Linked DNA regions of Sus scrofa: regions 1 and 3 are each linked to region 2. A link is a contact called in public HiChIP or PLAC-seq data. All regions are on one chromosome and are shown on one strand. Each heading gives the region's core, a stretch centred on a gene start, on an enhancer-like site or on the middle of the called end of the contact. The rest is flanking DNA. Distances are from core to core; before and after follow the strand shown. Region 1 holds the start of IPO9 (importin-9). Region 2 holds the start of NAV1 (neuron navigator 1). Region 3 overlaps NAV1 (neuron navigator 1).

The links. HiChIP or PLAC-seq counts read pairs in DNA pulled down with a chosen protein or histone mark.
Region 1: a contact with region 2 is called in an H3K27ac HiChIP or PLAC-seq map of alveolar macrophages. The contact joins the promoter of IPO9 here to the promoter of NAV1 in region 2. A contact is called at or near these places in 3 of 5 promoter capture datasets (fetal liver, fetal skeletal muscle and liver), 2 of 47 Hi-C or Micro-C datasets (embryonic fibroblasts and liver) and 2 of 2 datasets of contacts at active chromatin or transcription factors (alveolar macrophages and skeletal muscle).
Region 3: an H3K27ac HiChIP or PLAC-seq map of skeletal muscle shows a contact between it and region 2, with 9 times the contacts expected there. The contact joins the enhancer-like site here to the promoter of NAV1 in region 2. A contact is called at or near these places in 6 of 47 Hi-C or Micro-C datasets (embryonic fibroblasts, heart right ventricle, mesenteric adipose tissue and 3 more) and 2 of 2 datasets of contacts at active chromatin or transcription factors (alveolar macrophages and skeletal muscle).

What each region holds. Positions count from the first base shown.
Region 1 is chr10:24,108,740-24,111,439 of Sscrofa11.1, reverse strand. IPO9 (importin-9) reads right to left here and starts at 1,314. Exons shown (of 24, transcript XM_021064520.1): 1 at 1,085-1,314. The coding sequence starts at 1,247.
Region 2 is chr10:23,884,315-23,887,014 of Sscrofa11.1, reverse strand. It overlaps NAV1 (neuron navigator 1), which reads right to left and starts at 1,294. Exons shown (of 31, transcript XM_021064517.1): 1 at 992-1,294.
Region 3 is chr10:24,081,589-24,084,288 of Sscrofa11.1, reverse strand. It overlaps NAV1 (neuron navigator 1), which reads right to left. Exons shown (of 31, transcript XM_021064517.1): 14 at 1,920-1,997. Among named protein-coding and RNA genes, the nearest start is that of IPO9, 27 kb to the left of the region's middle. Within about 2 kb of position 1,333, at least 19 of the 83 cell types and tissues checked have an H3K27ac peak or open chromatin away from gene starts, as enhancers often do. A contact at or near this core is called in mesenteric adipose tissue, omental adipose tissue, retroperitoneal adipose tissue and 1 more, where this site is marked.

The sequences.
Region 1 (2,700 bases), core at 65-2,564, 220 kb before region 2:
ATCAACCTATGCATGGCTCCCAGAGAGCTTTCTTCTATCCCGAGGTTGCTCCTCTTGCAGTGTCTGACATTTTCCAGAACAATGACAGCTCCAACTAGGCCTTCAAAAACCGGGTCCCTAACCTGTTGGATCCCAAATCTCTAAGTATTTCCAAGAGAAGTGACTTAGTTTTCAATGGTGCTCCATGTCGTGGGAGGACGTTACATTTAAAGGAAAGCTGTTTTAAGTCTTTTTCAACAAAAACCCTAAGTCCAGTAGGAGGGCCACTGCGAGGTTCTGAGAGTGCCTGGTCAGACCACCGGCAATTTGAGTGCTGGTGGAACCTCCCTGCTGAGCTGGGGGAGCGGAGCCCCGACGGACCAGACGCATTTCTGACATAAAGCCCGAGAGGATTTCTCTCCTCTGGGTTCAGGATCAAACTGCCCGTGTAGCAAGGCTCCCCCGGGCCTGGGGAAGGCCCGCTGGGCAGGAACTGACAGGCGACCTCAAGCCAGAGGCTCGTTCTTTCCTCCATCATTCTCAAGCCTATACTAGGAGGATGCGGACAAAGACTCAAAGACAAAGGATGATCAGCTTCCCCGAGCAGTGCCAACCACTCCGAAAAGCCCCGGGGAGCGCGCGGGAGGGGAGGCGGCCGCACAGGCGTCTGACTGATTCCCGGGGAGGCGCGCGGAGGCGCGGTCCCGCCAGGTCTCCGGCCCACGGCCGCGGCCTCAACCCCGCCGCCCGCTCGCCCAGCCCCGCGCTCCCGGCCGAGAGCGAGCCCGGGCCCGCGCTCAGCGCGCCTGCCCCGGACCCTCCGCGCCGCCGCCCAGGGTCCTCCCGGAGCCTCCCTCCCTGGACCCTCCCTCCGTGGGGCCCTCCCTCCGGGACCCTCCCGCCCCGGATCCTCCCTCCCCGGCCGGCCTCTCCAGGACCCTCCACGCCGCCGCCCAGGCGCCTCCCTCCCGGGGGGACCTTCCCTCCCGGGAGAACCCTCCTTCCCCACCGGCCTCCCTGACTAGCCTCCCCAGGACCCTCCCTCCCCAGCCTGCGGTCAGCGCGGCCCAGGTCAGCCGCCCTCGCGACGACCCGCCTCACTCACCCTCTGTCACCTCCAGCACTTTGATCTGCTCCTCGGCGGCCGCCCGCACTTCCTGCACCGGAGACAGGATCCCGGTGAGCGTATCCACCAGCGCCTCTTTCAGCCCTTGGGCCACCGGCCCCGGCAGCCCCGAGGCCGCGCCAGCCGCCGCCGCCGCCGCCATCTTTCTCCCGCCGCGCGCCAGCCCCGCGGCCCGACCCGCCGCCGCCGGACGGCTCCCGCGCGCGGCCAATCCGCGAAGCCGCGCCTGCGCACAGGCCGGGCGGGCGCGCGAGGGGCGGGGCAGCGGCATGAGCCTCCCGAGACAGCGCCGCCTGCGGTGGAGACAAGAACTGCAGCGCCTCAGCGGGAAGCCTGTCGAGTGAGCCCCCGCGAGGTGCGGGCTCCCCGACGGCCGCAGACAGCGCGTGGGCAGCCTTGGCCGCAGCTCAGGCCAAGACCTGTACCTCCTCTTGCACGGATCCTTTCGGGGTGAGATGCTGCGTTAGGAGAGGGTGGGATGGGAATGAGTGGACAAGGCTTTAGGGAGGGGGTTGGAAGCCGACCTCTTTCCCCCCACAACTAATGAGTCTCTTAATCTCAGATCCTTAAGCGACTGAGCGAGGCCCGGATGGAACATGCATCCTCAGAGAGACCATGTTGGGTCCTTAACCCACTGAGCCACCACAGGGAACTCATCGCAGTTTCAGGAATCCAAAGGGCAGGGAAAGAATCTGAAGTGGGCTGGGCAGAGGGGAGCGGTCATCTTGCAGAGGCCGGGTCCATGGTTTTTCCAGCCAGGTGAGCCTAACCTCATGGTCAGATAGTCGCTGGCCAGGAGAGAGACCTGCGTCGGTAAGGCTGTCCCCTCCAGAGAAAGTACTTATCTGACTATTGGAGAATAAGTCCCATGTGCTGAGAAAGTGTAAATTTTTTCTCCAGGTGAGTTACCACTGGACCTTTAAAGGGTGGAGAGTGAATGCAATGCTTGCCGTGGTAGAAGGATGGTACCATTGTTGGGGTGGGAGGTTCAGACCAAACAGGACAGATGTTTCATAATAAGCTGTTCAGGTTGAATGCCTTAAAATGGTTTCTAGGGATCATGACTTGTTCCTAAGTGGCAAAGAGGACCAGGTAGCCACTCTTAGCCCAGTTCTAAGACCGTGGATGCTAAGCTGTCAACAATCAGGGATCAGGTCACTTCATCTGAGTATTCTTCTGAAAGAATGATTCCTCTCGTGTTTGTCTGTACGTGCAGTATACAAAAGTTCCTGGGCCAGGGGTCAAAAATCTGAGCCACAGCAGTGACAGTGCTGGCTCCTTAACCTGCTAGGCCACCAGGGAACTTTTCCTTGATTGCTTATTTCAGGGAGAGCTCTGAACTATTTGCCACCTCCCTGATAGAGGGCAGAGCTGGGTTGGGTCCCCATAGCAGTTTCCTAGGGGAAAGATTGCCTCCTGGACCCCAAAGTTTCACAGTGGGGAAGAGTAGGATTTGTCATTTTCCTTCTTTGAGTGGCCAGGAGAAGCAGAACTCCATTAGAATGAACAGCCTCTTTTCTCCTAGGTTGATTCACTTTTCCCCCAGGTCCAGAAGGTGGTATGTTTTCTAACACCATGGCCATGAAGGAAGGACT
Region 2 (2,700 bases), core at 45-2,544:
GTCTTTGTGCGAAGTTCCTCAACCCCTAGGACAAGTGACTGCAGGGGACACACGGGACACACGCAGGGGAACGAGACCGCACGCAAGATGCAAACCCAGGCAAACCCTAGGTTTCTGTAGCGCCAAGAGGCCGCAGGCTTCACTGCATTTGAACCAGCCAATGGGGTCCCAACCACTGAAACAGGAAGCCGGATAAACAGCACGTTATCCAGGGGGATCCGGCGCTTCCCAGAAGCCGGCGCCAGCTGCGCCCTGGGCTGTCCTAACAAAGTCCCATTGACTCGCCAGCTGATTTTCCTGTGTTGGGCTCAGGGACAAGGAACCCTCGCTGCCGGATGGACGTCACCTCTGCCCAGGGCCCCCACCGCCCACCGGTCAGCCTCTCCCACCCCGCCTACCCTCTCTGCCCCCTTCAGACCTGGCCGGTTCTTTATCCTCCGACCAGTTTCTATCAGCTCCGAGCATAGAAGGGACCAGAGGGCCCCAGCAAGGGGACCCCCAGGTGAGCTCCGAGCCCACCCGTTCTCTTCCCCTCTCTCCCTGTCCTCCGGGAAGCTTGCTCCAAGAGGGCGATTCTCAGCGCATCACCCCCGCCAGCGAGGGTTTCTAGACCTGCGAGCCAAGGTCACTTGCCCAGCTCTTCTCTCCTGGGATGGGAGGTGTGGGCAGGGACTCCTCGGCGTCTCTGATCATGGGGTCTCAACACACTTTCAACTGCACCGCAAGGGAAACCGAGGCTCGGAAAGGCTGGAGTTGAGTGGCCCCTGGTGAGTCAATTCCTGGGCTGCCCCACAGGGACATGAAGACACGCACCTTCCCGAGAAGCCGCTGGCACCCCGGTTGTTACTCCAGCGCCTCTCCGCGCCCAGCGCGCAGCCTCTCGGGGGCGCGAGCTCACCTCCCCTACCCGCGCCCCGGGAACTCGGTCCCGGCCCCGCAGGACCTGCCAGCCCCGCCCCGCGACCGCCCGGTCTCCGCGCAGGCAACTCACCGGCACGCCGGCACTCCCGGGCCCCGGCTCCTTGCATCCGGACCGCGGCGGCCGAGCCCTCGGCGCGAGGAGAAAGTTCTCGGGCTCCCGCGCCGGCTGGGCCCTCGCGGAGTCTCGGCGTCCGCGTCCGCGTCCAGCCGCGGGCTGGCACTAGGGCCGCCGGCGGCCCCGGCCCCGCGACGCGGAGGGAGGCGGCATCCCGAACAAAGTGCGTCCCGGCCGGGCGCGGGGCGGAGCCTGGTGACCCGCTGCCCCGGGCACACGCCGGCCGCCTCCCCGGGCCGGGGGGCGGAGGCTGCGCCGCTCGGCGCCCTCGCTCCCCCACCCCCCGCGCTGGGCCCGTTTAACCCGCAGAGGGGCGGAGGCGCCGGTCCCTTCCAGACTTTGTCGCTGGAACGCTATTCCCGTAACCCTTTCCTGCCTTCGCCTTCCGTCCCGCCTCCGCGGCCTCAGAAAGGAGGAGCTGGGTGGCGGGCAGGAAGCCTTCGCACAATCGAGCCTTTCCTTGGCCCCGGGCCGCCGCCGCCACTTCCAGGCCCGGCCGCCCCCACCCCCACCCAAGTCCTCGGCCGGCTGGGCAGTTCTTAGGAGAGGGGACAGATGGGTCGGCCAGCCCACCCCCCACACCCCGTCTGCCTGCCCCCTTCCTTCCTCTGTCCCCCTGTCTGAGCTGGGACACGGGTGCAGGGGAGAGGGGAGACCCCAGGAGAGCCAGGTAAACAGTAGGTGCTCAGTAATACAAGGCATGGGACTCCATTCCACCTCCTGCCCCTCCTCCTTCTGGGACCTCAGGGGTGGGGTGGGGAGAGGAGGTGACCAGACCTGCAGAATGGCTGGAAGGAGGGCTTCCGTCAGAACCTAGGGCACTGCCTGTGCAGTGCAGGCCCCCAGCCCTACATCCCAAGAGAGCACATCAGAGGTCAGACGGTGGACTCTGGGACACAGGGAATAGTGCCACCAAGGACCCTGGAGTCTGCGATCAGAGATGTTGCCGCCTCCCCCCCACCCTCAAACATTAGTTTCAGAAGAGCCAGCTCCCTGGGTCTTAGAACCCTTCACCAGGGACATCAACCAGTGGCCAGCAGCGGCACTCAAGAGTCCAGAGCCCTGCCACACCCATCGAGTCACTCAGGTCACAGTGGCTGTGGGTGGCCATAAGGGAACAACAAAGGGACACCAGATACTGGGCCAGAAGTGACACTGAGGAATCCCACCTTGTCAGGGAAAAGGGTTTTTAGATGGTTTTGTCTGTGAAAGAAATGAGTTGTCTCTGCGGAGTGGGGGTGGGGGCATCTCAGAGGAACCCGTGCATGTGATGAGCCCCTCACCCTGTGTGTAGCAGCTGGAAGTGCGGGCTCGAAGGCAGATTGCCTGGGTTCCTGGAGCTACGCTTCACCAGCCCTGGGAACTTGAACGGATTCTTGAACCTCTGAGTGCTTCAGTTTCTCCCTCTATGAAATGCAGTAATAATAGCTGCTGTCTCCCGCGACTGTCAGGAGGATTATTAAGTGTGACAGTATAGGTGACACACTCAGGACAGTGCCTGGAACTACTCTGTAACCATTTGTTGTTATCCTGATCCCTGAGCCCCGCACCCTGCATCCAGTTTGGCGTTCAGCGGTGCCCTAACTGGGACCTCTCCTGCTTTTCACAGGCTCCTGGGCCAGCAAAGGGGAGCCTGGTCCTTTAAGAAGAAGCACTGTCCTTTC
Region 3 (2,700 bases), core at 84-2,583, 200 kb before region 2:
CACCCCCATGGAAAGGGTGTGGCATATCGCCCCCCTTGCACCCAGGGACCTCGGTTCTCAATCGTATTGTGTTTTGAAGCTCCTTCCCTGACCATTTCCTGGGGCTCCTTTTGGGGGGCTGGAGCAGCTGTGGGTGCGGGGGGGGGGGGGGGCGGAGGATTCAGAGCAATTCTGCAGTCTGGACACTAGGTGGCGGGCCTGCCTCGAGAGCCGCCCCAGGGACCTGGGGGAGGTAGGGGAAGGTGGGCTGGAGCTCCATCCAGCTCTATCGGCTTGGGACCAGAGAGGCAGATGCGTGCTCAGAAGGAGGAACAGCCATCAGTGAGGGCACCAAGCAGACGGTGACCCAGCAAGTGAGGGACACTGTGACCCCACTGCTTCCCGTCCCCAGAGGTTCTGCCTCCCTGTGGCCAACTCCAGTTTCCAACCACCACCCTGGGGACACAGCTTGAGGGAGGCGTCTCTGGTCCAGGGAGTCCGTGCCTTCTTGGCCTCAGGTCACCCCCTTCTTGAGGGCTTTTCCGTGCTGGCCTCCTGCCGAGTGGGCTCCCCCTCCTCTGGGGGTGCTGCCACCACCACCCCCAGCCCCAGAGGGGCCTGGATGACCTCAGGGCTTGGCCGAGGTGCTGGAAGGAGGCTGGCATCTGGGGTAGGGGTTGGAAGGTGCCCCAGGGCGGACAGCTGGGGAGTCCGGGGAACAGGGCACAAGGTCTGCAGTCAAGGATCCTGAGAACAAGTGGGGGTCCTTGCGCTGCAGCCCCGGCTTGGAGGCAGGGCTCTGACCCTCAGTCAAAGCCTGCATCCAAAATCCAGGCCAGCGGGTCTGCGGGTTCAGCCTGTTCTCTTCCTGTCCTAAGAGAGTCACCCTTGAACCCATCCTCTGGGCTCCCGCCCAGTCTCACCAGCAGGAGGCTGAGTGCAAATGAGTCGGGGGGGGGGCCTCTGCCCCCCTCACTCCGCCTCCCAATTTCCCAGCCTTGGGGGTGGGGCACAGGGAGAGAAAAGATGTATCTTGACTCGATTACAATTCTTATAGGTCCCCAATCGTAGTTTTAAGGACTTGGGGTGAACTTCATACAAGCTGATAAGTGTACAAATGAGAGTTTGGGGGAAAGAGAAGAACCACTGTGGTGAGGAAACTGCTGCTGAAATACAGTGGAAATGCTACCTGAGTCTGGGCTGGGGACCAGGCCTGACAGCTGGGCCCCCCAGGGAGGAAGGGGAGAGAAGAAAGCCAGAAAGGCCTGCGGAAGCTGCAGACATGGTTACTTTGTGCAAACACTTGGAGAGCCAGCGCCAGCAGATCCGGCTCAGCTGTTGTTTACAGCTTTGGGGGAAAAGGGCTCCTATGTCCTGTTTGCCGCCTCGTCGGGGAGGCAGCTTCATGTCTCCCCATCCCGTGGGGCGGAGAGGCCACCAAGAAGAAACTCCTTCTCAGTGAAGACAGCCACAAAGCATGCTGGCCCCCACTTGAAGTGAGGGCCAAGGGGCCGGGGAGGTGGGGCCGGGCCCCTACGCCCCGTCACAGGGGCCAGACGGGGCTCCAACACCCAGCTCTGTGCCTGTGCCTGTCCGGACACGTGGGTATGACAAAGGCACGAATGTACCCCTGGGCAGAGGCAGAGGGTTCTGGGGATGGATAATACTAACCCATAACTAATTCTGTCACCTCCACCCAGAACCACTGAGAACCCAGACGCTCAAAGGCCACTGGACGTGACTTCACCCACACCTGTGAATTAGGGTGGGGGTAAAAATGGTGCTTCCTAAACATCGGGGCTCCGGGGAAGACGCGCCAATCCCCAAATCCTCTGTTCCCCTGGGATCAAAGCCCACAGGACGCCGAAGCAGCCGGTTCTCCTCTGGCTGAACGTCCCTAATTTGGGGCCCAACCAGCTGCCCTGCTTTTGGGCACTCACGTTGGCCGAAAGCTGGGACGTCAAGGTGGCCACTTTTTCCTGGGACGATTCCAGTTCCCTCCGCAGCTTCCGGATTTGCTGTGAAAGGAAGGGGATACGAACTGACGGTGGCGGAAGAAGTGTAAGCTCTGGAAGGCGACGGGGGCGGTGATGGCGACAAGCAGAGACAACAGCTGGCTCCCTACCTCGGACTGCATCCTCTCCTCAGCCTGAAGCAGGGAGCACAGAGGGGGAGAGAGGCGGTTACCGTGGAGAAGGCAGCGCACAGAGCTCAAGGGAGGGGGCCTGGGGCACGCCAAGCGGCTGAGACCTGCATCCGGGCCCTGGATCCTCCTCACAGGTGGGCTCGGACCCCAGACCGCGGTTTAACAAAGCCCTCCCTGGAGCTTGTCGCTGCCAAGAAGGCTGGCAGATGAAACCGGCTGATCTGAAGCTCATCCTTATGGCCATCAACTTGAAGGCGTAGGTGTTAGGGCCAGAACGGACCTCAGGATCAACCATCCCTCACGGCCCAGGCCACCAGGAGCACTGGGAGGGTTCCCCACACTGCTGGGCTCTGGAGTCCTGGAGAGACCCCCCCCCTCATGTCACCTGGCTGGGGACGCTGCCCTCTGGCTGGCACCGAACAGCCCTACAAGGACTGTTCTCCGCTTTCGAAGGAGGGGCTCAGAAGGCACCAGACTTGCTCAGGAAGTGGTGGGGAGGCCACTGAGGTCCAGAAGGGCCCACCACGTGCTCTAAGCTCCAGGAGCCCCCACCCCCAGGAGGGTCCCGGGTGCAG